Linked DNA regions of Mus musculus: all the other regions are linked to region 6. The links are chromatin contacts, called in public promoter capture Hi-C maps. All regions are on one chromosome and are shown on one strand. The core of a region is the stretch at or near the end of the contact, and the rest is flanking DNA. Distances in the headings are between cores, read along the strand shown. Region 1 holds the start of Ankrd65 (ankyrin repeat domain 65). Region 2 holds the start of Gnb1 (guanine nucleotide binding protein (G protein), beta 1). Region 3 holds the start of Ccnl2 (cyclin L2). Region 4 holds the start of Pusl1 (pseudouridylate synthase-like 1). Region 5 holds the start of Aurkaip1 (aurora kinase A interacting protein 1). Region 6 holds the start of Tardbp (TAR DNA binding protein).

Region 1 (4,043 bases), core at 439-2,938, 7.2 Mb after region 6:
TGGGGTTAAAAAATAAAACAATATATTTCTGGGTTTGTTGTTGTTTTTTGTTTAGTTTTTGTTTTTGTTTTGTTTTGTTTTTTGTTTTTCAGGAGAGGGTTTCTCTGTGTAGCCCTGGCTGTCCTGGAACTCACTCTGTAGACCAGGCTGGCCTTGAACTCAGAAATCCACCTGCCTCTGCCTCCCAAGTGCTGGGATTAAAGGCATGTGCCACCACTGCCCGGCCTATATTTCTTTTTTAAAGGAATGAATATTCTCACTACACATCCCACTATGAATGTTTATGTCGGTCCAGATCTTTGCTTCTTGTTGGCTAGCCTATGAAACGTACTTTTAAGGAGCATCTACTTTTAGAAGAGCAAGACAGACATTTAAAATGAACAGATTTTGGCCAGTGAAATGGTCCAAAAGGCAGGGGTGTTTGCAAGCAGGCTTGTTTATAACCTGGTAGGAAAAAACTGACTTCTGTAAGTTGTCATTGGACCTCTACTGGGCACACAACTCCCAGTCACACACAAATAAATAAAATAAATACTATTTGTTCCCAGGTGCTAGGGGATTAAAGGTGTGCAATAACAAAACCCAGCTAACCAAAAATTTAGTGGACAGACTTTTTTTTTGAGTGCTAAGATGAGAACAACAGGGTCAGAGGCGAAGATTGCTTCAGTTTGGCTGTTAGGCTCTAAGCCCTTGGGAAGTAGCATCTACATGAACTTGTGAGATCCAGTGGGCTGGGCCTCAGAGATAGGCAGGGGCCCTTCACACAGTTGTTGGGAGACTCTTCCTTGTGCCACTTGGAAGGGCTGCTGTTCCCAGTATAGAGAGAGTTCAAATATGTCTCTTGAGACACTCCATCCTTTGGATAGCTGGAGCTAAAACAGACAGCTCCATGCTGTGCTACCCATTGTTGGACAGTCTCCGTCAGAGAACTACAGGACCTCGCTATTGGGATCAGCTGGCAAGGCCCTGCTGCCCACATCTAGAATCTGGTCAGGTAGCAAACAAGCCCTTTTGGTCCTGGGCCCAGAGTCAAGTGTCCACATGAGTGCCTTATTCCTACAGACACTTTTCTACCTCTAGATGTAGGTACTTTGCAACTCCTGTTCCAGAAACATCCTTGCTTGCTTCTGCCCCTTGCCACCCAGACATCTCTTCCCTGTCCTGGCCTGCACTAGCCTGTCTTAGCCTGTTCTCCAGCCCCGCTGTTCAGATGTCTGTGGTGAACTTTTTCTCCTGCAAAGCATCTTATTAGGAAGGAGGATAGGACCTTACAGTGTCCCCTCTCCAACCACAAAGAGAGGTGGTTCCAGCCCCAGGATGGAGTGGGGGCAGGTAGGTCTCAGGGTGCCTGAGGGCAAGTCAGAACATATTAAAGTTTGTGTTACTTAGAGAGGAAGGGAGGAAGGAGGGGTTGTCATCCAGGGCATGTTCCTGCTTGCCCTTCCCAACCTGTCCTGGCCTTTTCTCGTGGGAGTGTGGCCAAGAGCTTTAGTAGTCAGCAAGGGAGCAAGGTGCTCAGGCTAGGGGTGCTACCTGGCAGGCATAGACTCCCTTCAGATTACTAAGTAAACAGTGTCTGGTGGCCTCTGCATGGTGCAAAAGCCCTTTGCCCACTCTCTCACCACCCAAACTGGCCTCCCAGGATGAGGTCAGACTAGAAATAAAATAGAGAGAACGAGAGTCAACCAGAAAACAGAGTTCACGTGCCAGCCCCCTCTGGAGATAATTGGGAGCCACAGCCCTTCCTCCTGCTGGGGTGGTGACATGGTGACAAGGGACACCTGGTAAGGTGAACCAGCCAGGAGCCTTAGGGTGGACACGGGTCCCTACTTTCCCCCAGATGGATTCCAGCAGTCTGGAGCAGGAACTACGGTGGATGAAGCTGGTCTGGGAGGAGGCCCCAGCAGACAAGACAGAGCGACCTCTTACATCTCCGGGCTGGAGTACTCTGTTCCAGGCAGTGTGGTGGGGTGCTCCTAGCCTGGTGATGCAGCTGCTGAGACAAGGCTCCAGTGTGGAGGAGAGGTGAGCTTCATGACTAACTAGCCCTAGACTCTTTCTCTGGCTGGGACTGAACGTCTGGGCAGCATTATGACTTCTTTCATACCCCACAGGGATCACACAGGTAGGACTCCACTCCACCTGGCTGTGATGCGGGGGCACGCACCACTGGTTCGCCTGCTGTTGCAGCGTGGGGCTCTGGCAGGTGCACCTGACCACACAGGGCGCACACCATTGCATGAGGCTGCCTGGCATGGGCACTCAAACGTGGCAGAACTATTGCTGCGACGTGGGGCCTCGGCAGCGGCATGCTCTCAAACCGGCCTCACGCCCCTGCACGGGGCAGCCGCTCTGGGCCGCACGCTACTCGTTACAAGCTTCACCGTGGCTTCCGATTCAGGCTCTGATGTGAAAGATGTAAGAGGCTGGACTGCAGCACACTGGGCAGCGGCTTGTGGGCAACTGGCGGTGCTGGAGCTGCTGTCTGCTGGAGGCAATGCAGACCTGGATGGCGCCTTGCTGGTATCAGCGATAGCTGGAAGTACGTCATCGTTGCAGCTTCTTCTGACACTGGGGGCAAAGGTGGACACCCAGGACAGTACGGGGGCCACCGCACTTGGCCTGGCAGCTGGCTTAGGTCACCACCAAGTAGGTCCAGCCTTCATCTGCAATGACTGTGCCAGAAGCCAAAGGGCCTCACCCCCTACATTTCTCTAAGATCTTGGGGGAGGAGAGGGACAAAGTGGAAAGACGCAGAACAGGAGAGGGACAGGTGGACCGGATGGAGGCTGGAGCGGTTGGGAGATGAGCCTGTTTCCAGCTCGGCCCTCCTTATGTAACCTCCCTACTGAATGGCACCTGGGGAGGTCTCCCATTCCTGGCAATCTTGCTTTGTTCTGGTGGGCCATAACAATGAATTAGGTGGATGGATGGGTAGATGGATAGATAGATGGATGGATAGGTTTTCTGAGACAGCATCTTTCTATGTAGCCTTGGCTAACTTGAAGCTCTATTGACTAAATTGCTCCTGAATTCCCATAGGTTCTCCAGCTTCTGCCTCCTGAGTACTGGGGTTTAAGGTATGGGCCACCATGCCAGGCAACAAACAAACAGTGGGGCCCAGAGGGCACCAGAGGACAGCACCCTTTGCACAGTGTTGAATTTAATCTAAGAATCTGGGGTTGCTTTAGATTCCATTCTATTCATTCCTAAAAGAAGAAGAGGCGATAGGGATGAGGTCTGGTAGACACCAGGCCCAGATCCTCACCCCTCTGGGCCAAGGTCATAGGCTCTTTCTCTCATCTTCTTCCTTTTCTTTTCCAGGACATTGAGGTCCTGCTGGACCATGGGGCAGACCCAAATATCAGGGACAGAAACAACCGCTCTGCACTCCACAGGGCTGCCACTGGTGGGCATCTACGAGTTACACAGCTGCTAGTGGCTAAGGGCATTGAAATAGACGCTCAGGACTCTCTGGGCCTCACACCTCTGCACCATGCTGCTCGAGGCGGCCATGTAGAAGTTGTCAGCCATCTCCTGGACAGGGGTGCACACATCAATGCTGCTGGCTGGCTCCACAAGACCCCTCTGCACCTTGCTGTGGAGAATGGCCACAGCACCACTGTGGAGCTTTTGCTGAGCCGAGGAGCCAACTCCACCTTGAGGACACAGTGGGGTGAAGCGGCCCAGATCCCATAGGGTGTCTGCCCCAGGCATGGCCTGATTTCCTGTGCTAACTAATCGTTTTAGAAACTACAGAAAGATAAGAAGCGTAGAGCTAGCCAGGCGTGGTGGCACACACCTTTAATCCCAGCACTCGGGAGGCAGAGGCGGGCGGATTTCTGAGTTCGAGGCCAGCCTGGTCTATAGAGTGAGTTCCAGGACAGCCAGGGATACACAGAGAAACCCTGTCTCGAAAAAAAACAAAAGACAAAACAAAAAAAAAACCACCACCAAAAAAAAACCAAAACACCCAAACAAACAAACAAAACTATGTAAAATGTAAGTTGGTGCTGGAACCTAAATGAGATTTACAGATTACA
Region 2 (3,899 bases), core at 455-2,954, 6.9 Mb after region 6:
GGACTAGCAGGCATCTTATCTCTCCCACTCTCTTCCCAGGCATTGCTCCGCTTGCTGGGCCTTGGCCCTCTCATTTGGAACTTAGAATACCACTTAGATACCTTCTTCTCAGATCATAAATATCCTCTGACATCCTCTGGGGGTGGGGTGTGTATGGTGGGTGAGGACGTCTTCACCAGAGTCACAGTATTAAAGTAGGAAATGAGCAGGGCAAGACCACTGGGAATAGGCTACCCTTGAGGAAATGAAGCTGGCAATGGATATTCTCTCGGGACTGGGCTACTAAGGGGTTGGGGACATCTGTGCAGAAGTGGTATCATCAAAGGTCTGGCCTTCACAAGTTCATGGAAGAGGCACTTGTGGGAAGTTGGAGTCACAAGGGACAGTGGAGAGAATGGTGAGAAGGAAGGACCCTGTACTTTTACTTGGAGAGAGTGGGATGATGGAGCTGTCAAGAACTTCAGGTAAAAAACAGTCACAAATGACAGAGTCAGGTCTCGAACAGATGGAGTGAAGGGCATAGAGTCCCAGGGGTCAGAGGCCCTAGGGTGAGATGATAGCAGTGGTGGATATATTTGAGGTAACTGGAACCAGGCTTCTTACTCTCAAAGCAGGTCACTCAATATGCAAGGAAGAGAATATGCAGTATTTTGGAGAGACCACACACTTACTGTGATCAAGAAAAAGATACGAATGCCCACATGACCATCTGCATGTACATATATGTATGTTCATGTAAATGTATGTTTTCCCTCAGGGTGCCTGCTCAGCAATGACACTTTTGTAGCAATGAATATCCAATACCTGGTTCCTCACTTCTACCCATCCACTAGCAGAAGCTAGGGCTCGTAAAATCAGGCGTCAGATCAGGGCTGGCACAGGGAAAGTATATGAGGAAACTGTCAGGACTGAACAATGACAGACACATTTCTATGGCCCGGCAGGAAGCGCCCAGGGCAGGGAGGGGGAAGTGTGCAGACCACTCAAAGGCTGTTTCAAGAAGGAATGGGCTTCAAGGAAAGGCTGCAAGGTGCACAGAAGCTAACAAGAAGGGAAGGTATCAAGTGTGAATCATGGAAAGGTCTCAGAGTCAGCGTGGTGGCCAGGCCCCCCAGAGAGTTGTGGCTCTTGTTTAAAAGAGGGTAGTGCAGGCCAAGAGGAAATAAGAGAGGTATTCACCTGGTTTTGGAAAGGGCAGAATGGGAGTGAAAAAGTCATTGTGGCAGGAGTCATATTAGTTGAAGATGGCTGGACAAATAGGCACGACGGACCAGACCGGATGGCATGTCTTAAAGATTCTGGTGGTTAATCTTGACATCTTTCCTGTCCCACCTGGCTATTCCTACCCCTCTACCCCCGCTGTCTAGAACCTGCTAGGCCGTTCACGCACGCACGCACGCCTTTCGGCCCTCCCGGGCTGGTCATTCAGGCAGGACACACCGCCCTCTGGCTTGGGGCACATGGCACAGGAGCCGACACCGTCAGGTCAGAGCCAGAGGCCACCGAGGCCGATAGGCTGCCAACGTCCCTGGAAGACCCTTGCGGGGTGTGTGGGGTGGTGGTGGGGTGGGGTGGGGGAAAAAAATCACGGGTCCTTTAAGCCTCTCGCGCACGCGCAGAGGGAAGGAGGGGCGGGGCGGAAAGAGCGGCACGCGCACGCCGCCCGTGCGCGGTGACGCGACGTGGGGTTTCCCGAGGCTGCGGGCAGGGGCCGCCGCGCCCATCCTGATGGCTGGAGGCGTCTGAGGGGCGGACGGCGACGGCGGCGGCGGCGGCGGCGGTGGCGGGCGCGGGCGGCGAGGGCAGCGGGGCTGGGACTGGAACAGCCGCCGCGCGGACCCGACCAGCCTCGCCGACTCCTGCCCGCAGGCCGCGAGCGCGACGACCAGGCGGCGGCGTGGGCGCCAGACCGGGCGAGGGCGAGGTGAGCGCGGCTGGGGTCTGTGAGCTGAGCCTGCCCCGCGCTGGGCCAGGCCCTGCGGCTCTTCTCGCTCGTGGGTCATCGGCCGCCGTCTTCATCCTGCTCTTCAGGGTTGGGTGGGCGATCCCCGGCGTGCCGGGTGGGCGGCAGGGCTGGGGTCTCGGGGTCCGGGGGGTGAGGGATGGGGCGGAGCCGCCTGGGCCGGGGCGCAGGCCCGGGCCGGGGTCTTAGGCTCAAGGCCGCGTCCGGGGTGCGGGCCCGGAGATGCGGCAACCTGGGTGGAGGTCCTGGGTTCAAGGCCAGATCTGGGATGGGTTCTGGGTTCAAGGCTGGATCCCGGATGCGGGACCTGATCTGTGGTCTTGGGTTCAAAGCCCGTGTCGGAATTCGGTTTCCAGACTCATTCATGTTCCTGGGGTCGAGGCTGTTGCGGGGGGCGGGGGGGTCTAGGGCCTGATGCGGGATCCCGGAGGTGGTCTTGAGTTTTAAGAAAGGGAACGGGATGCAGGGCTGGGGCTCGGGTCGTAGGTTCGAGCCTGGATGGCTTGCTAAGGTGGGGATGCCAGGAGAGCCGCAGGCGCTTCTTCTCGCGGCCGAGTCCCCGCGGGAACAAAAGCCGAGCTCTGCCCTCCGGACCGCGCCTTCCTGCGGGGCGTGGGACTCGGCCGGGCGCGCGGGGAGCGGACACGGGGCGAGTCTACTGGATTCGGCCATCAACCCCTGCCGGGTGCGGGCCTACGGCTACCAAGCTTCCCAGCTTCCTTCGCTGCCGGCCTTCCTGGCCCCAGGCACCCGTAAATGAATGGGCGCCGCGTCCGGTCGCCGCGACAAGATGGCGATACCCGCCTTTGTCAGCCAGGACCGCGCCGTCCGCTGCCGGGGCTGAAAACAAAGGCCGGCTCTGGTGGCCGGTGCAGAGGAAAAGGCGCCGGGCTCCTGGGTTCGCCTGATGCATCAGTGCTGGGAGGGGACGTCCTGCCCAGAGCACTCAGAGGGTGGCCTAGTCTTTCCGCGTCTCCTCCACAGCCTCGGGTTCCCCTGGGGAACTGCAGCTTGGCTTTTGACCTTTTGATACATTTAAACATTTTTTTTTTCCGGGTTTTTTTAAACCACAGGATTAGCATCCCGAAATAGCATCCCTATACGTGTTCAGCTCATCTTTAAAGAGGTTATGTCAAAATTTTTATTTTGAGAGGAGAATTAGTGGGGCTTCATTTAATTAATTAATTGTTTAGTGCATTGCTGTTTTGCCTGGATGTGTCTGTGTCTGTGTGTGTATGTGAGGGTGTCAGATTCCCTGGAACTGGAGTTAGAGTCATTAGCTGACTTGTGGGTGCTGGGAACAGAACTCAAGACCCTTTGGAAGATCAGCCGATGCTCTTAACCCCTGAACCATCTCTCCAGCCCCGAATTAGTAGAATTTATAAGTATATAAATGACACTTGTGCATGAATTTTGAAATTTCAGGTAATTTGTAGTGTTGGTTTGGTAGTAATAGTACTTTGTATTGTTATGTTTCGATCTGATAGCAGCAATCAAGCCTTTCTCTGTGTGTGGTTAAGTAGCCTGTGAGATTTACTGTTAACTAAGAAAATATGTAGTCATTCTATCATGATAAATGGAAGTGTTAATATTGTGAAAAGTTCCATTTCACTGTGGAGACTAAATGTGGTCCTCAGAGAAACCATTAGTCAGTTTCTATGTAGTTTTTGTTTGTTTGGGTTTTTGTTTTGTTTTGTTACATCTGAAGCTGTAGTGGTTTTTGGTGGTGGGAGATATTTGAAGATAAGGCTTTTAGTTTTCATGCTAAGATGTCTTCTGGATTCTTCTGGAAGGTATATTGCAAAAGGAAAATTTCTTCCGCCGGGTGTTTGGCCAGGGATGGAAATGTGAAGAGGCTTTGAGCCTCTAGACAGCAGAGCTAGGTTCTGGATAGATAGGACCTAGGGAGAGTGACCTTTTTCACAGACCTGTGCAG
Region 3 (4,005 bases), core at 352-2,851, 7.2 Mb after region 6:
CAGGCAAGCTTAAGTTTGGCTTCTCTTTCCTGAGGATTCCTACAAGGCTTTTTTGACTTTTTCATCAGCCTAAACGTCACTGTACTAGGTTGGTGTCTTGCATACAATATGCTTAACACTTTGCCAGAATGTTGCACATATATTACTCATTAGCCACTTGCTATTGATATTGGAGAAGATACACATCCATGTGGCCCCATCACTGAGCTTTGTTTTCTACTTCACACAAAAAAGACAAGATACTGCAAATCACTGTTGAGTTGTAACCAAGCATCCCTCTCCAATATAGGTTTCTCTTCCTGATGGATGTAATAGTCATCTCTAGAACCAGAGTCTGGGTTGAGTGACTAGAGCCAACAGTCTTTTCTAATTCTTGGTTCAGTTTCAGCTTAGGGAATGGGCAGACCAGGCAATGACAATTGTGCCTACTTTAGAGCTGCAGCCTAGGGGTGGGACAGACGGACAGACAGTAGCAGCGTGGCCATTACAGTGAGAGGACTGATGAGATCTTTGTGGGGTCTGCTTAGGAGTGGAATCCAATCACCCCACTACAGCTGGACTATGGAATACTGACTTTTGGCAACCTTGTTGGCTGTTCACCATACCTGAATCAGAGTTATACAGGGATCTCCTTAAACTCCCATGTCCTCCCAATTTTCCGTTTCACCGAACCTGGCTGAAATCTTATCAAAAGCTTGAGATAACTGAGCAGTGACAGGAAACATCTATTGTGTAGTGGCAGCAGCACTGTTTTGGGTGAAACTAAGCAGGCCAGGACTGGAGTCAGGAATATTAATATTGTCTGTAGGGTCTACTACAAGCCGTTTCACCTTGATCTTCAAGGTCCCCAAGCCATTTTTTTGGCCTGTATTTGCTGCAGTAGATTATTGGGGGTCCCCTTTAAGAAAAGATTGTGTATATGAGTGCTCTGTTTGCATTTGTGCCTGAATGAGAGAAGAGGATATCAGATTCAATCACAGATAGATGGCTGCAAGCCATGATGTCGTAGCTGGAACTCAGGACCTCTGCAAGAGCAGTCAGTTCTCTGAACTGCTGAGCCATCTCTCCAGACCCTTCATCTGCACTTTTTTGTTTAGTATTTTATTTATTTTTGCGACAAAGTTTCTCAGCCATGGCTGTCCTGGAACTCTAGCTGTAGAGAGAAGGCTGACCTTGAACCCACACAGATCCGCCTGCCTAAGTGCTGGGATTAAAGGCACATCTGCCCTTTTAATGCTGGCAGATCCACCCCACAGCTGTTCCAGAGCCCGAGGACGGAAGGGAGGGCTGAGAACTAAAGACTCCGAACTAAGTCGCGGTGTAACGTCGTGCACGTGGGACTGTGGGAGAAAAGTTGTTCTGTCCCAACCCCCAAAGAAAGGCGCCCTTCTAGAACCCCTTTTGCCAGGCAGGAGTTCCGGTTCGGGCCAGGCCGCGGAGCCAAGTGGGTAACGAGCAGCCCCACCCGTGGGTGCTTCCGGCGTCGGTGCCTGACGCGACACTGACGGACTGGTCGTACGGCCAACGGCGTCGAGACAGCGGTGACGTTCAGCCAATGGGAGGGGGCGGGGCGGGGCGGCCACGATCGTCTCGAGCAGCCGCCCTGACGGGAAGGGCCCGAGAAGAGTCGGCGGCACAAAATGGCGGCGGCGGCGGCCGGGGCTGCGGGGTTGATGGCTCCGGCGTCGGCGGCCTGCTCTTCCGGCTCGGCGGGAGCGGCCCCGGGGTCTCAGGGGGTGCTGATCGGCGACAGGCTCTACTCGGGCGTGCTCATCACCTTGGAAAACTGCCTGCTGCCCGACGACAAGCTCCGCTTCACGCCGTCCATGTCGAGCGGCCTCGACGTCGATACGGAGACGGGACTCCGCGTCGTGGGCTGCGAGCTCATCCAGGCAGCCGGCATCCTGCTCCGCCTGCCGCAGGTAAGGGCCGGGCCGCGAGCTCTGCAGGGGCCGTTCGCCGGCCGAGGGCCGAGGGCCGGGCCTTTGTTGTCGTCCCGGCCCCCGGCCCGGAGCTCACCGGACCCAGGCGACGAGGTCCGAGCCTGTGCGCTCCGCAGCCTTGAAATAACCCGCACCCGCCATCCCTTCCCCTTCCCCTTCCCCCTCCGCCGGAGCCGAAGCCCTTTTACCCCCAAGAAAGCCTCGCGAGACCCAAACCCTTTGGGGGAAATGGAAACTGTCGTGGCTATTTGTCCTGGGGGGAAATCACACAAGACATTGTAGCCGGGACAAGCGTGAGTCCTGCATTCAAACGTGATGGAACCCTCTCTGTCCCTAGGTGGCCATGGCTACAGGGCAGGTGCTGTTCCAGCGGTTCTTTTACACTAAGTCCTTCGTGAAACATTCCATGGAGGTAGGCTTCTTTCTGTTTTCTCGGAGAAATGAATTGGGATGAAACCTGGCCTGTTCTGCCCAGTGCTTAGCTGAATTCTGTCCTGCAAAGTCTACACAGCTCTTTCCCTAGAGGCCTGTCTGTCTCTGTATCTTCTGGTTGTTTCTAATAGTTTTAATGCCTTGGAAGGTTCTCAAGTTGGGGGGAAAAACACCCGTGTCACAATGTACATTTCAGCATGTGTCCATGGCTTGTGTTCACCTGGCTTCCAAAATAGAAGAGGCTCCGAGACGAATCAGGGATGTCATCAATGTATTCCATCGCCTTCGGCATCTGAGAGAGAAAAAGTGAGTCCTTTGCAGAGCTGTCCTAATGTCTGTCATTGTTAATACCAACCTGTGAATTTACAGTAGATTGTTCGCATGTGCCCTAGATGCTGTCTTGGGGCAGTTGGTAGGGGGGTACAATAACCAGGATAGCTGGCTGTCCTAGCCCTGCTGAAACAATTCCTGTATGACCACATCAGCTCACCACCCTATTGTCCTGTTTGTTCCATGGTTCTGCTGAGAACCTCTGAGCACCAGGTCCCTGGTTCTCACCCTCAGCGCTGTTAGTGTCTGAACTGGCCATTCTTTGTTCTAGTGTCATTGTAATATGTCGATCAATATTCCTGGCCTTTCCTTGCCAGAAACCATTTGTAACAGAAATACCCCTAGACAGCTGTCTTTTTTGATATCTGGTCTAGCTGTGTAGCAGTCTTAACCTCTTAGCAATCCCATCTAAATCTTCCTTACGTGTGTGAACCACATTTGTCACCAAGCCTGACAACCTGTATTTAGTTTTGGGATCAACATGGTAGGAGGAGAATTGACTCCAGCAAGTTGTCCTCTGACCTCCATAGGCACAACCCACATACCAAACAAATGTTGTACAAAATTTAAAGAACAAACACACTGGGTTGATTAAATGGTTTAGTTAGTTAAGGAACCTGTTGGCAAGCCTGAGAGCCTGGATTTGATACTGAAGTCCCACGTTGTAGAAGGAGAAGGAGACAACTGACTACAGCAGCCCCCAGCTAAAACATCCACACGGACCAACAGAACCAGAAAACAAATATCCCTAATAGTATAGCAGTGCACCTAGACCTTGTCCCAGACTTTCTGCTCCTTCACAGGAGCCCTTTGGTGTTTGCTTTATTCTGAAACAGTCTTGGCTATGAGCCTCAACAGTCTTTGAGCCTTCTGTAGACCAAGCTGGTCTCACTCATACAGATGGTCTTGTCTCTGGCTCCAGAATGCTGGGCTTAGGGGACTGTACTATCGTGCCCAGCTTAACAAACCCTTTGAGACTTGACCATGTCTCTCTTTTTGTAGTCTATCTGCAGGTTTCTCATTCAAGAGTTCAACTAACTCTTGAAAATATTAGTGTTCGGGGTGAGAGACTGGGAGAGTATGAGGTGGAATAGTTTTTGTGTTGAACATGATTAGACTTCCTTGTCACTGTCCCTTCAACAACATTTCCAGTGTAATAGGTATAAAGTATCCAAATACGATGTGAAGTGTGAAGAGGCTGTGGGGATAGTCCACCACTTTGCGTAAGGTGCTTAAACATTCATGGGTATTAGTATTAGGTGAAAATTGTCATTACCCCAGCACCAGTGTGTACCAAGGG
Region 4 (4,159 bases), core at 1,335-3,834, 7.3 Mb after region 6:
GACTCTAGGTCAAAATAGAACTCTTACAGAGACCCCACTTATCCCCAAAATCTGACCCAGTGGACCACTTACTCCACGCACCCTGGGGAATCGCTGATTCGATCCCTTAGTCCTCCCCCCCACTGTCATTGGCTTCCCCACTAGGTGCTTGGGTACTCATCTAGTACAATGTGGGCTTTGACTGCATCCAAAAGTCCCCTCCCTGAGCGACAACCCAGCTTTGGGAAAGATTCTTTCCAATCCCATCCCCTCTTACCAAAGTTGTCATACAGCACTGACTTCAAGAACAGGCCACGGGCTGGAGCAACTCGAGCCTGATACTTGCCCAAGGGATCTTGACTCTCCAGAATCACTTTCACTTGTGTGGGTGCCAGGATCCCTAGCCCCACAGCCACCAACACAGCTGTCATCCTCCGCACCTGCAGCAGAGAGCTCAGGTTGTCACAGGTGTGTCTACCCGAGCCCATCCTGTGAGGGTTAAGACAGCCTACCTGTCTATAAAGGAAAGACTGGCTCTCAAACTCCAAGGTCCAGAACTGCAGCCTCCTAGGAACACAGACAGCTTTGAGGTCCAAGCTAAGGGCAGGCTCAGCCAACCTAGCTCACCATGTGGCTTCAGACAAGACAACGATTTATATACTGGTTTAAAGGCTTCCATCCAGGGTGGGTTCTTGCCTAGTTGACCACCAGTTCCAGAGGGTGAGCGAGTTTTGCATGACTTACTCGACTCTACATATACCATGAAAGGAAACAATTATATAACAGAGCATTGGTTAGTTTGTGCACGGGAAATAGCGATTGCTTTGGGCCTTCATGTTTTGGGGCTAAAGTATTTGTGCTGAAGCAGGACATAGCCAGCCCACCTATCAAGATGGAACCTAGGCCATGTGCTCTTGTGCCTGGTCACACCAAAGCCCCTTTACCAAACCCTTGGAGCTGGTTCCAGATGTTATGTTCTCAAGGTGAGCGGCTGATTCCTGGTGTTTGAAGCAGAGAACTTAACGTAGTCTGTCAAAGTGGAATGGAACTATTCGCTCTAGTGAAATCTTTTCAGAGACTGCCAGAACTTACCTGCTATAAAGAGCTATGGGTCTGGCAGGGCCCTCAGAAAGGCAACATTTTCCACCCTGTGCTCCCCAGGCTGGCAGAGACCCCACCCAACAGGAAGAAGACACAAGTTTCTGGCTCACCTTCTTACACCCTCTAGGCCCAATGGATGTGCAATATACCCATTTAGCATCATCTCACTTTTATTGAGGTATTATGAGTAATGACCCTGGTGGCCTCTAGTCCTGGCATAGTGAAAGGCTAGTCGTCTCACCTGCTCCCCTCGGGGAGGACAAATGGGCTGGCTGGACCAGGTGACACTGAGACTCTTCGAAGTGTGCGTACAGTATTTGTGACTGGGCTGCCAGCAGACTGGAAGGCACTAAAATCATGTGTCCCGAGGAGGTGCTGGGCAGCCTCCTGCATGGCCGCCATATCCAGGTACCTGCAGAGCCAAATGAGCATTATTGAGGAGAGCCCAGGCAGATGGATGGTGAGCCATTTTCTTCCCATTCTTAGCTCACTCACTCTGTCTGCAGAGCCCAGCATACATTTTGTTCAAACACAGGCAGTTGATTAGGCCAGGAGCAGCCTGTGGCCAGACGATATTGGTAGGTCCTGGAGGTGGCTGCGTGTCGAGCGTGGAAGTCGTTGGGCACTCGGAAGGCCTTCAGTACACTGTGGCAAGCAGATCTGGCTCATCCCAGGAATGAGTATGCCCAACTGTCCACACAGCACTATGGAAATCTCTGCCTCCCACCACAGTGGGGTGCAATGGTAAAAGACAAAAAAAAAAGCCCAGAACCATACCAAAACCCCGGGCTCACCGAATGGCCGGGTGCTTCAGGTGGGTGTTGAGGGCCTTGGCCACGACCTCCGGGGAGAAAGGCGACTGCCCTGGGCGGCGCTGGATGTCCAGGTGCGCCGCGTTGCTCAGGGCATGCACCCCGGCATCGGTGCGGCTAGAGATGGTGAACCTGACCGGGTCGACAGAGTTCAGCCGCTTGGCAGCCTCCTGCGGGAACCGTACAGGCGGCTGCCACATCGATGGCCGGAGTCCGTGGAATAGGAGGAGGAGAGTGGGTAGGGGTTGGAGCTGCCGACTGCTTCTTCCTCCCCAAACCGGTCCTCACCTCCAGGAAGTTCAGCACCCCAACAGCGCGCGGATTGCCCCTCACGGCCGCAACCCCACTGCGGAGAGAAACAGGAAGGAATTATCTGCGGTGTCTGTGGACGCTGTCCCGCCAGGGGTCTCGGCGCCCAGGCGCGTGGGTTCGGTGCAGGCCACTGTGTTCCTCGGCTCCTAAAATCCCGCATCCCGAGACCGATCGCGCCCGTCCTGGTCACCTCGCGGACTTCCCGCGAGGCCGAGTGGAGAACGCGGGGGTAACAGCGGGAAAACGTACTTGAAGTCAGTGCCCAAGTACTGCAAGAACACAAGGTAGCGCGCACGCACCGAGCCCACCGCCCCGCAGGAGCCCATATTTGAGCGGGCGGGGCGCTTGCACGTGGCCCGCGGTCGACCCAGCCCAGCAGGGACGGCGCCTGCGCACTGACTCGGTCCGCCCCGCCTGAATGGAGAGGCGGGGGCGGAGCCAAGCTTAGGGATCGGGTGCAAAGTGCGGTCCTCTAGAGCCGGCTATGTTTCCTGTCCTCGGCCTCACAGGGGCGCGATGATGGGTCGCTTCCGCACAAGCGACCTTAATTCGTTCACTCCCGATCTCCCCGCCGCCGTCGCGGAGTGTGTCCGTCGGCAGCATTCCAGCCGAGTTCACCACCGCCGTGATGCCTGAAGTGGGCGAGCCGTGCCCTTCCCTGTCCCGCGACCGAGCCAAACCACTCCGAAGCCCAACCGCCGAGGCCGGCCCAGCTCCCAGACCGTGGTGACCGAGGACAGAGCGCAGCGACAGGCGAGGGGATGCAGCGGCGCTTTTAGCGACGCTCCCCGGAGGTGACAGCGGGTGGCGCAGGCAGAGGCTGACTTTGGCGACGCTCCCCAGCGGTGACAGGCGGGGCGGGGCCGCGGCGCGCCGGGCTCAGACCGAGGCGGGCAGGCGGGCGGGCGGGCGCGGAGCGCAGCTCGGCGCGGGCGCCACAGACGGTCCACGGGCCGGGGATGCCGCTCGACGCGCCTTGGTCCTCCGCACAGTGAGCACCGCTCGCCGCAGCCATGACGGTAGAGTTCGAGGAATGCATCAAGGACTCGCCGCGCTTCAGGTGTGCTGCGGGCCCGGGGTAGGGCGCGGGCGGGGATGGGGAGCCGCCTTTGTGCCGGAGGCGGGCAAGGGGTGTCCAGCGTGGTGACCGCTCCGAGTCCACCTGGACGGAGCAGAAGACCTGGCACGGACAAACCGGCGGGAGCCGGAGTCGCGGTCCCCTAGCTGCGCAGCTCCGCCTCCGGCCTCGGGGGACCGGAACAAAAGACGCCCCTGTGCTGATCACCTCGCGCGCGGGGGTGAGTGTGCAGACCGCCTTGGGCAGCTGTGTGTCACTGGGCATTTGCGTCCAGTGCCATCTCTAGAACTGTCCACCCTTCTTTGTGTGTATGCTCTGGTGTGCCACAAGTACTGGGCTCCTCCTTGGCCCTGTAGTCCAATTCTGGCTAGGATTGTCTGGCACCCTGCTTGGTCTCTATCTTGATCCGTATGTCCAGAGCAGTGTATGGGTGCAACCAGCCGGAGCCATCAGGGCCTGAGATAGACACCTTGGTGAGAGTTAACGGATGTATGAGTGACCCAGGAGCCTGAAGGGGTAGAGGCTGTAAGGATGAGGAAGTCGTGTTTAGGTGGAAGGGTATGGGCCTTATTCACCTATGGGTTTGTTTCTTTTATTGTTCCTGGAATACAGTCGTGCACATCTGTGTGAACCACATGGCCACACAGATATACATCTGTTTCATTGAGTGGCATTTGGCAGACAGTAATGGAGTACCTCCTGTGTGTCATTTGAAATTTCGGACCTTCGTGAGGTGTCCCACCTCTGTATGTGCACACACACACACACACACACACACACACACACACACGGGGGGGGGGGGAGCATGTTCTGCCACTCTGCTCTCCTTGGTGCACATGAATGTGTGGGTGAGCTGTGATACGGAGTTGGTGTGCTT
Region 5 (3,978 bases), core at 465-2,964, 7.2 Mb after region 6:
ACAAACGAAAATCCCACGGAAGAATAGGAAGTACTCTTAACCACCAAGCCATCTCTTCAGCCCCAGCAGTGCTTTTTTTCTTAGGTTTTTATGAAGGATTAACCTTTGCAATTCCAGATCTGCCTTGGCAAGGTTAGTTTACAGTAGCAATACAATGTCATGGTGTCATGGCTATGTGTCTGTGTTTTATTGCCACCATGGCCAAGCAGCTACCCTGCCCTGGTTGGGCATGTTCTGTTTTGGCCTGGAGCCTGTTTGAGATACAGGGGGTCTTTTGGTTTTTTGAGACAGGGTTTCTCTGTGTAGCCCTGGCTGTCCTAGAATTCAATCTGTAGACCAGGCTGGCCTTGCAACTCAAAAGAGATCCATCTGACTCTGTTTCCCAAGTGCTGGGATTAAAGGCGTGGGCCACCACCACCCAGGAAAGTATAGGGATCTTAACAAGGTTGGCTTTACTCACCTCCTGGAAGACTAGAAACTTGCTAGTTCCCGGGATTGTGTAAGGAGGATGCTTTGCTTGGTCTCTTTCCAAAACTTGTTTCCACTTGCCCTTTCTCTTATTGTCCCTGACTCTACAAAGACCTGTCCCGATACGGGTTGTTGTGAACATGACCATTTCTCTGATGGATTTATTTACTTTTATTCATCTCCTTGAACCTTTAGTTATGCAATCCAAGGAGAAACACATCAAATAAAAGCTGGCCATGTTGAGGACTGGGAGCACCAAGGTGAGGGCTGGAATCTAGAGACTCCATTTGCCTTTTGTGGCTAAACCCAGGGTGAGAGTCTGAACTAAAGACAGACTAAAATGCATAAACCTTCCTGTTTGGGCTAGCGCAGTGGTTAAGTGCTTGCCACATAAACCCGACAACTTGAATGAGATCCCTGGAATTCACTTCCTTAAATGTGGAAGAAGAGAAATGACTCCATGTGTGCTGTGGCATATGCAGGTGCACATTGTGCCTCCCCTCTCGAAACATCATTAGAAAAGACAAATATCTCCAGCATCCCCTCTCGAAGGTAGGGTACACGCAACATCACTTTGTGACCTCAGTTACACAGCTGGGACGACAGCCTGCAATTTCTGCCCTCTTATTGGTTTATGTAACTTTAGCTAGGTTAATGCCTGAGAATGAGATATTTGGCCACTTTGTGTTAAGAATCCACAGAAATCCCTCATGCGAGGCATACGTAGTTTCTCAAATGAAGGAGAACCCTAGTCTTGCACCCCTGTCCATCGGAGCCAGCAGGACTTTCTGGTCCACACTGAGGTGCAGTGGATTGCTAGGCTCTTGCCAAGGAAAGCAGCAGCCGTATTCTGAAGAAGCTGCTTTTAAGTTTTGGGATAAAAATTAACGTGTGTGTGAGGATATTTAAATTTTTCCTCAGGGGGCTGGTGAGATGGCTCAGTGGGTAAGAGCACCCGACTGCTCTTCCGAAGGTCCGAAGTTCAAATCCCAGCAACCACATGGTGGCTCACAACCATCCGTAATGAGATCTGACTCCCTCTTCTGGAGTGTCTGAAGACAGCTACAGTGTACTTATATATAATAAAAAATAAATAAATCTTTAAAAAAAATTTTTTTTTCCTCAGGGCACACTAAAGAAATTAGGACTTTTTTCACTTGAGATTAGCGGCAGGGTAGGACCGCGGAGCAGGAACAGGGCGGAGTTTCTGAGGCCTCAAGAAGCAGAGCGCCCCATTCTGCAGCCAGCCTATCCCACAGGACTATTAAACGACCTGCCGCCCTAACAGGAGGAGCGCCACTTGTCACTTCCGCAGTCCTACGGTCCATGGCGGTACCCGGAGGCTAACCGGCTTGGGAGAGACGAAAGGAAAAAAATATATATATATATACTGTAAAGTCCGCGTGCACGCAGAGAGCACTCTCCGGGATTGTGGTGGGTGTCGGGTGTGGGCACTTTTTACCCGGAACGTTGTTGCTGCTGGACAACAGCGGCAGGGGAAGCGTCCCCTCCAACCGGAAGCGATCGCCTTCGGGCACGCAAGGATCGAGTTAGCGCAGAGCCGGGCACCAGAGGGCGCTGCGTAGGACCAGGGACCGGAAGTGGTCGAGGTCAGAGGCGACCTGATCGGTCCTAACTTCCGGGATTCGGTGGGCCTGTTGCGGGGCTCAGATGATGAGCGGCGGCGGAGCTCGCTTGGCCTGCGTCTGTTTGGTGCGTGCGAGCGTCGATATCGTCCTGCGCTGTGGGTTTCGCTGCCTGAGCGGGAACCGTGGGTGGGCGGCTTACAGCGACCACGCTGGTGGAGAGAAGTAGGGACAGGATTTGCGCTCAGAGCGACTTTTGAAGATGTCTCCTTATCGCGGGTCAGGGGGACCCAGGGTGATGGGATATGCGAGGCCTGCGGCCGAGAGCACTGCCCGTCGCCGCTGCGTGACCTCAGCTGGTTCCTGTGTTCTAGCTTTGAGCGCTGCCGCCGGACCAACTGCTCACCATGTTCCTGGCGCGCCTGACTTCACGGCTGGCCAGGACTGTTGTTCCCTGGGCAGGTAAGACGCCCCTGGACGCGGAATCCACACCTGACTTGGGGATGGGAATCATCGCGGCCCAGCTCGCCTTCAGTAGTCTCCTGTCGCTACTGGGAATAAGAGCCTGGGCACAAACCTTTTCCTGCGAGCTTGCATGTAGTATGTAGGAGCACATCACAACTCCAGACGGAAGGATAAGGGGCAGGCCTTACCATTTGGGTCTACATGTTGCCCTAGCCTGGGTAGTAGTGGTGTTCTGATCTGCTGTGATGGCACTAGTAGCAACTGTGTTGTTTCCCCAGGTTTCAGTCGTTCCTGCCCTGGCTCCGGGGTGATTGGCAGCTATGCTTTTCGACCCCTTTACAGTTTGCAGCCTGCAAGCCCAAGTCGGGCTGCCTCCCTCCCTGGTAAGAGGACCCAGTCAGAGCTTGAGGAGTTCCTGGTCCCCAGGAAGATGGCCATCAGTCCTCTAGAGAGCTGGCTGACTGCTCAATACTTATTGCCCAGACGGAATGTCGAGGTCCCAGTGACTCTGGCTCCCTCCCAGTTCTACGAATGTCCACCTAGGCAGGGGGAGGAGGAAGCCCAGCAGGGAGTCAGGGAAGCCTGGGATGCCACTCCAGTGCAGTGCAAAAACGTGCTGAAGATCCGAAGGCGAAAGATGAACCACCACAAGTACCGTAAACTGGTCAAAAGGACCCGGTTTCTACGTCGCAAGGTCCGGGAAGGACGTTTGAAGAAGAAGCAGGTGAATATGGGCACTCCCTTGGACCTAGACTGACAGTGGTTAAAAGAGGCTTTGCTCGTTATAATAAGTTGGTTGTCTCCTCTGCCCTTGCAGATCAAATTTGAGAAAGACTTGAAGCGCATCTGGCTTAAGGCAGGCCTGAAGGAAGCCCCTGAGAACTGGCAGACCCCGAAGATCTACCTGAAGAACAAATAATCTGGGTTCCTGTCCCTCTGGCTCTCTTGCTGCTTCTGACCCACTATAATAAATATTGGAAGGACTCAATTATTCTAGGCCGACCTAGAGTTTCTTTGGCTTGGTGTGAGATCTCTTCGGGTAAAAAAAGACTCTGTCATAGGAACCCAGGGCCCAAGTGTGCCTAATTGTCCTTGACCTCCAGCCTGACTAATCTGCCTCATTTAGAGATGTGTGCTCTGGGACCACTGAACAGCTCCAGGAAGGTGGACATCAATGTGAATACTGGGTGTCCTGGTGTCCTGGAGCTGAGGGGTACCTGGGTTAAGGGGAGTGCTGATTATGGAGTAAGAGATGATCTGTGAGGACTCAGGAGGGAAGCAGAAAAGGGAAGCTCAGATGTCTCAAGAGATGGCACGTGGTCCTCTGTAGTTGATGAGCCATTTAAGTTGCCCTGTTGGCTGGGATGGACTCGTCTTGCCACAGGGACAGGGTATTGGGGTGGGTCGCCAGTGTTCCCAGATGTCCCAGCTTCTGCTTGGCTCCTCAGCCGTGTGGGTG
Region 6 (4,046 bases), core at 1,364-3,863:
AGACACACATACAAAACATTAATAACACATAAGATATAAATCTTTAATAAAACACAAATCTTAAAAGGATGATACGCCAGGACGACACACAGAGAAACCCTGTCTCGAAAATCCAAAAAACGATGAGACAAAGATGATTTTTGAGGCTGCAAGGAAAAGCTGGGCAGTGGTGGTGCACACCTTCAAACCTAGCACTTGGGAGGCAGAGGCAGGTGGATTTCTGAGTTCGAGGCCAGCCTGATCTACAGGGTGAGTTCCAGGACAGTCAGGGCTATACAGAGAAACCCTGTCTCGGGAAGGGGAAGAGAGAAAAAACAAAACAAAACCAAAAACAAAACAACCCAAAAGACTGAAAAACCCCGTTTCAAAAAGCCAAATTCTTTTACAAAACAGATGCATCTTTAAGGCATTTAGGTTTCACCACCTAAAATTAGCAATGACCATGTTCTGCCAGCTTCACATTTAAATTCATGCTCCTCAAAAAAAGAATCCTGCTTTTCAATTTCCATTTACTTAAACTGCTGACCTGCCAGAGTAGTCTAAGTCTAAACAAAGTTTATGAAAAAGTTAGGGTCATAGGAAACATTCCTCCATAACGACCAAACCCTCAAGTTGGAGCTCAACAATAGACTATTCTCCCAGCACACATGAAGCCCTGGATATTATAGTCTCACTTAAATTAAGATGGCACGGAAGTCTAACCATGGCCAGCAATACAGCAAAACCAAAATGATTAACAAACCTTTGGGATAGTTGACAACATATACCAGATTGCCCCAGCCAGCATCTGGGGCATGCAGAATTCCTTCCACCAGTCGGACTCCTCTCATACACTGAGACACGGGATTCCGGTAGCGCAGGCCGCATGCCCCTGGAAACTGGGCTGTAACTGTGGACAGCAACACCGTCCCATCGTCTTCTGATGGTATTTCAATGGGTTCATCGTTCTCATCTTCTGTTACCCGAATATATTCAGACATCTTTGCTTAAATCTCTTAAAGGAAAAAGAAATGAGCAAGAAAATCAGAGGAGTTATCTTTTCATAATTGGCTATTATCACACCACTTTATTCCCACTTCCTGAAAAGATTCCTGCTACCTAAAATGTTTCTTTTGCCATCCCTGAAAAAAAAATAGAGAAAAGGTATTTTCTAAAATAAAAATGTGATTTTGGGGGCTGTTGAGATGGCTCAGTGGGTAAGAGCACCCGACTGCTCTTCAGAAGGTCCAGAGTTCAAATCCCAGCAACCACATGGTGGCTCACAACCATCCGCAACAAGATCTGACTCCCTCTTCTGGAGTGTCTGAAGACAGCTACAGTGTACTTACATATATTAATAAAATAAATCTTTAAAAAAAAATGTGATTTTTGTCGAGCACGATAACCCACGCCTTTAATCTCAGCACTCTTGAGGCAGGCAGATCTTTTTGAGTTCGAGGCTGGCCTAGTCTACTGAGTTCCGGGGCAGCCACAGGGAAAACCGGTGTTCATGTGGCGCTCTGCCCGCCAGTTCTATTTTCTCAGCGCACACTATAAGCTTCCGGTGCTAAAATGGCAACAGTGTTACCATGTGGCCCGTTGGCTACAAAGCCAGACAAAAACAAGGTGTTAAAGAACTAAGTATCTGCCCCGATTTTTTTTCTTGCACTCGTCATTTCTTACCTGGAGCGCACAGATTACAGGCTACCGTATTTCGTAACCATTCTGAATTAAGTTTCTTCTATAGCCTGGACCTGAATCGGGTTTAGCACGTGCTTTAACGTGGAAAAAACCAGCCAAGCATTGGGATCTGAGGAACCCTCCCTGTGCTGGTGGAGCACGAACACCGACATCAGAACAGTTATCTAGCAGTTCTGGTGCTCATCCTCGGAAAGGTCTGGCTAAAGTTAGGCGTCGAGGGAGCAACGACGGCTACTCCGGGAGGTAGGCCGCCGCTTCCCAGAAGGCCGTGCGCGACAGACAACGTTGATGATTTTCCCCCCCTTTCAACTGGGCCCAGGGTGGGGCCCGCGGAGGTCCAAGTCCCATGGTGACAACAGTTATTCTCAAAAGCGACAATCTACAGGGACTAGGACGCCTGGAAACCCGGGGCGGCCACACACTTCCGCCCGTGGCTTCACAGCCAAGCAGAGGCCCGGCGTCCCGCTCCGGCTACTGCCCGCGCTTAGGCCTTAACGACGCGGCTGCGCGAGGCCAACCAGGCCCCGCTCTACCGCTCCCTCCCCGCGGCGCAGGCCGCACCGGGCCTCTCCGAAGCAACACTCGAGGCACGCAGGCCGGCCTTGGCGACCAACCTACCCGCTAGGCCACTGCTAGGAAGCACAAGGAGGAAGCACAGACGGGAAGGAATCCGACAACAGCCGCGCTACCGCTCCGTGCCCACAAAATGGCGCTAGGGCCGCCTCCCGCCCTCGCCCGCCTTCGGCCTCTCCCACTGGCTTCCCTGCAGGAGGGGCGCTCTCCGAGGGAAGCCACAGGCGCTCTCTCCTCCCAGAGGCTCGGATGCTAGCAGGCTCTTCGGCGTATAGAAAAAAGTAAAGAAACGCAACAATGAAAACAGCTGGGTCTGAAAAACTGACAGATGAAGGACAGAACGGCCACTCGGCCTTCCGAGTCCCCCTACGTAACGCGGTAGATGGCTTCGCCTGACCAACGGCCGGCCCTAGTCGAGGAGCTCGCGCGCGCCGAGAATGCGCGAGACTAGCGCAGGCCGGGACTGGGGCGGCAGGGGCGGGGCTAGGAGGGAAAGGGGGCGGAGCCTGCGACTGAACGCGTAAGGGCTTGGGGGGGAATCCCTGGGAACCCTGGGTTCCTAGTCTAAAGGCGACTCTTAAATGTCTTCTGCCTTTGCTCGTTAATTTCCAACGTGGAAACATTAACTTTGATCTGCAAAATGGTCCCTGTTCTAAGTACTATTTTGTATCAAGTACCTTTTAGCACTCTCTGGCTCTAGGGGGAGAAAAACAAACCAGAATCTTGTGAATGGCAGGCAAGTGTCTTCCCATTGACCTTGGGCTTAGCCATCAGATACTGTTTTAGAGACAGGGATCTCAAAGTCACTGTGTAGCCCAGGCTGTCCTTTAACTCATCAAGGCTGCCAAGTGTGGATGCTGCCCTAGCAGTCTACACGATAGTCGTGATACTCTCTCCTCTTTCAATAAGTGAAGAAACTGAGGCACAGAGTTGAGTACCTTGCATGAAGTCACCATGAGAAAGAGGCCCCACTAGGGTCTGAATCCTACAGCAAAAAACTACTTGGATGTTTCAGTATTTCGGTTCCAGTTGACGAGTCCTAGTATAACTTTAAAAAGGCTGAAGGCTAGCTCTACCACCAAGCAGCAGATGTAGACTCTTTACTCAGGGTTGGAATTTCTTGGTGTATCAGATTCAAAGCTTAGGCACAAAGGTTTTACACAGTTGCTTTATTTACTGAAACTGGGTCTTGCTGTACAGAACAGGCTGGCCTTGAGCTTGCTGGGTTCCTCCTGCCTCTGCCTCCCTTCTGGGAGGAATGGGGTAGGATTGCAGATCACCATCAGGCCAAGCCTTCCCACTTTAAGTTTATAAATGAATTCATTTCCTCCTCACAGCTACCTTGTAAGAAGATGGCATTGGAAGAACAGATGTTAATGTCTAGCCCCTAACTTCCATTAGAGCCCAGGCTGGCCAGGAACTCCTGGCCTGTCCTCCTGCCTCAACCATCTGAGTGCTGGGATTATAGGCATGAGTCCTTCCACCCAGCATTATTTACTTTTTGGTTTTGAACTTAACAAACAAACAAACAAAACAGGATTTCTGCGTAGTCTTTGGCTGGCTTAGAACTTACTGTGTAGACCAGGCTGGCCTCAGATTTGCTATGCCTTTCCTGAATCTGCGCCTTCAGTGTTGGGATTACAGGTGTGAGTCACCAAAATGGTTTTTTGTTTGTCTCCTAAGACAAGGTTTCATACAGCAGAGCCTGGGCCTGGCCTCCTGACTGTCCGGGATTACAGACCTGTGCTACCATGCCTGGAAAAGTCAAGAACTTTAACAGTAGTTTAAAAGGA

Evidence for each region. Promoter capture Hi-C pulls out the DNA fragments that hold promoters and counts their contacts.
Region 1: a contact with region 6 is called in a promoter capture Hi-C map of maxillary cranial neural crest. The contact joins the promoter of Ankrd65 here to the promoter of Tardbp in region 6. A contact is called at or near these places in 3 of 39 promoter capture datasets (cranial neural crest, maxillary cranial neural crest and pre-B cells).
Region 2: a contact with region 6 is called in a promoter capture Hi-C map of pre-B cells, with 4 times the contacts expected there. The contact joins the promoter of Gnb1 here to the promoter of Tardbp in region 6. A contact is called at or near these places in 2 of 39 promoter capture datasets (maxillary cranial neural crest and pre-B cells).
Region 3: a promoter capture Hi-C map of pre-B cells shows a contact between it and region 6, with 4 times the contacts expected there. The contact joins the promoter of Ccnl2 here to the promoter of Tardbp in region 6. A contact is called at or near these places in 5 of 39 promoter capture datasets (cranial neural crest, frontonasal cranial neural crest, maxillary cranial neural crest and 2 more).
Region 4: a promoter capture Hi-C map of maxillary cranial neural crest shows a contact between it and region 6. The contact joins the promoter of Pusl1 here to the promoter of Tardbp in region 6. A contact is called at or near these places in 3 of 39 promoter capture datasets (cranial neural crest, maxillary cranial neural crest and second pharyngeal arch cranial neural crest) and 1 of 9 other capture datasets (adipose tissue).
Region 5: a promoter capture Hi-C map of liver shows a contact between it and region 6, with 5 times the contacts expected there. The contact joins the promoter of Aurkaip1 here to the promoter of Tardbp in region 6. A contact is called at or near these places in 5 of 39 promoter capture datasets (cranial neural crest, frontonasal cranial neural crest, liver and 2 more).

Annotation. Positions count from the first base shown.
Region 1 is chr4:155,789,484-155,793,526 of GRCm38.p6, forward strand. It overlaps Ankrd65 (ankyrin repeat domain 65), which reads left to right and starts at 1,689. Exons shown (of 3, transcript NM_001370822.1): 1 at 1,689-2,025; 2 at 2,115-2,649; 3 at 3,325-3,845. The coding sequence starts at 1,841. The coding sequence ends at 3,699.
Region 2 is chr4:155,489,657-155,493,555 of GRCm38.p6, forward strand. It overlaps Gnb1 (guanine nucleotide binding protein (G protein), beta 1), which reads left to right and starts at 1,705. Exons shown (of 12, transcript NM_001160016.1): 1 at 1,705-1,924.
Region 3 is chr4:155,810,888-155,814,892 of GRCm38.p6, forward strand. It overlaps Ccnl2 (cyclin L2), which reads left to right and starts at 1,602. Exons shown (of 11, transcript NM_207678.1): 1 at 1,602-1,922; 2 at 2,281-2,355; 3 at 2,572-2,681. The coding sequence starts at 1,641.
Region 4 is chr4:155,889,178-155,893,336 of GRCm38.p6, forward strand. It overlaps Pusl1 (pseudouridylate synthase-like 1), which reads right to left and starts at 2,585. Exons shown (of 8, transcript NM_001033490.1): 1 at 2,454-2,585; 2 at 2,181-2,238; 3 at 1,875-2,062; 4 at 1,576-1,725; 5 at 1,322-1,492; 6 at 492-546; 7 at 257-419. The coding sequence starts at 2,530. Acap3 (ArfGAP with coiled-coil, ankyrin repeat and PH domains 3) reads left to right here and starts at 2,698. Exons shown (of 24, transcript NM_207223.1): 1 at 2,698-3,264. The coding sequence starts at 3,218.
Region 5 is chr4:155,829,555-155,833,532 of GRCm38.p6, forward strand. It overlaps Aurkaip1 (aurora kinase A interacting protein 1), which reads left to right and starts at 1,715. Exons shown (of 4, transcript NM_025338.4): 1 at 1,715-2,181; 2 at 2,429-2,516; 3 at 2,798-3,243; 4 at 3,337-3,544. The coding sequence starts at 2,462. The coding sequence ends at 3,438.
Region 6 is chr4:148,624,383-148,628,428 of GRCm38.p6, forward strand. Tardbp (TAR DNA binding protein) reads right to left here and starts at 2,614. Exons shown (of 6, transcript NM_145556.4): 1 at 2,299-2,614; 2 at 743-994. The coding sequence starts at 980.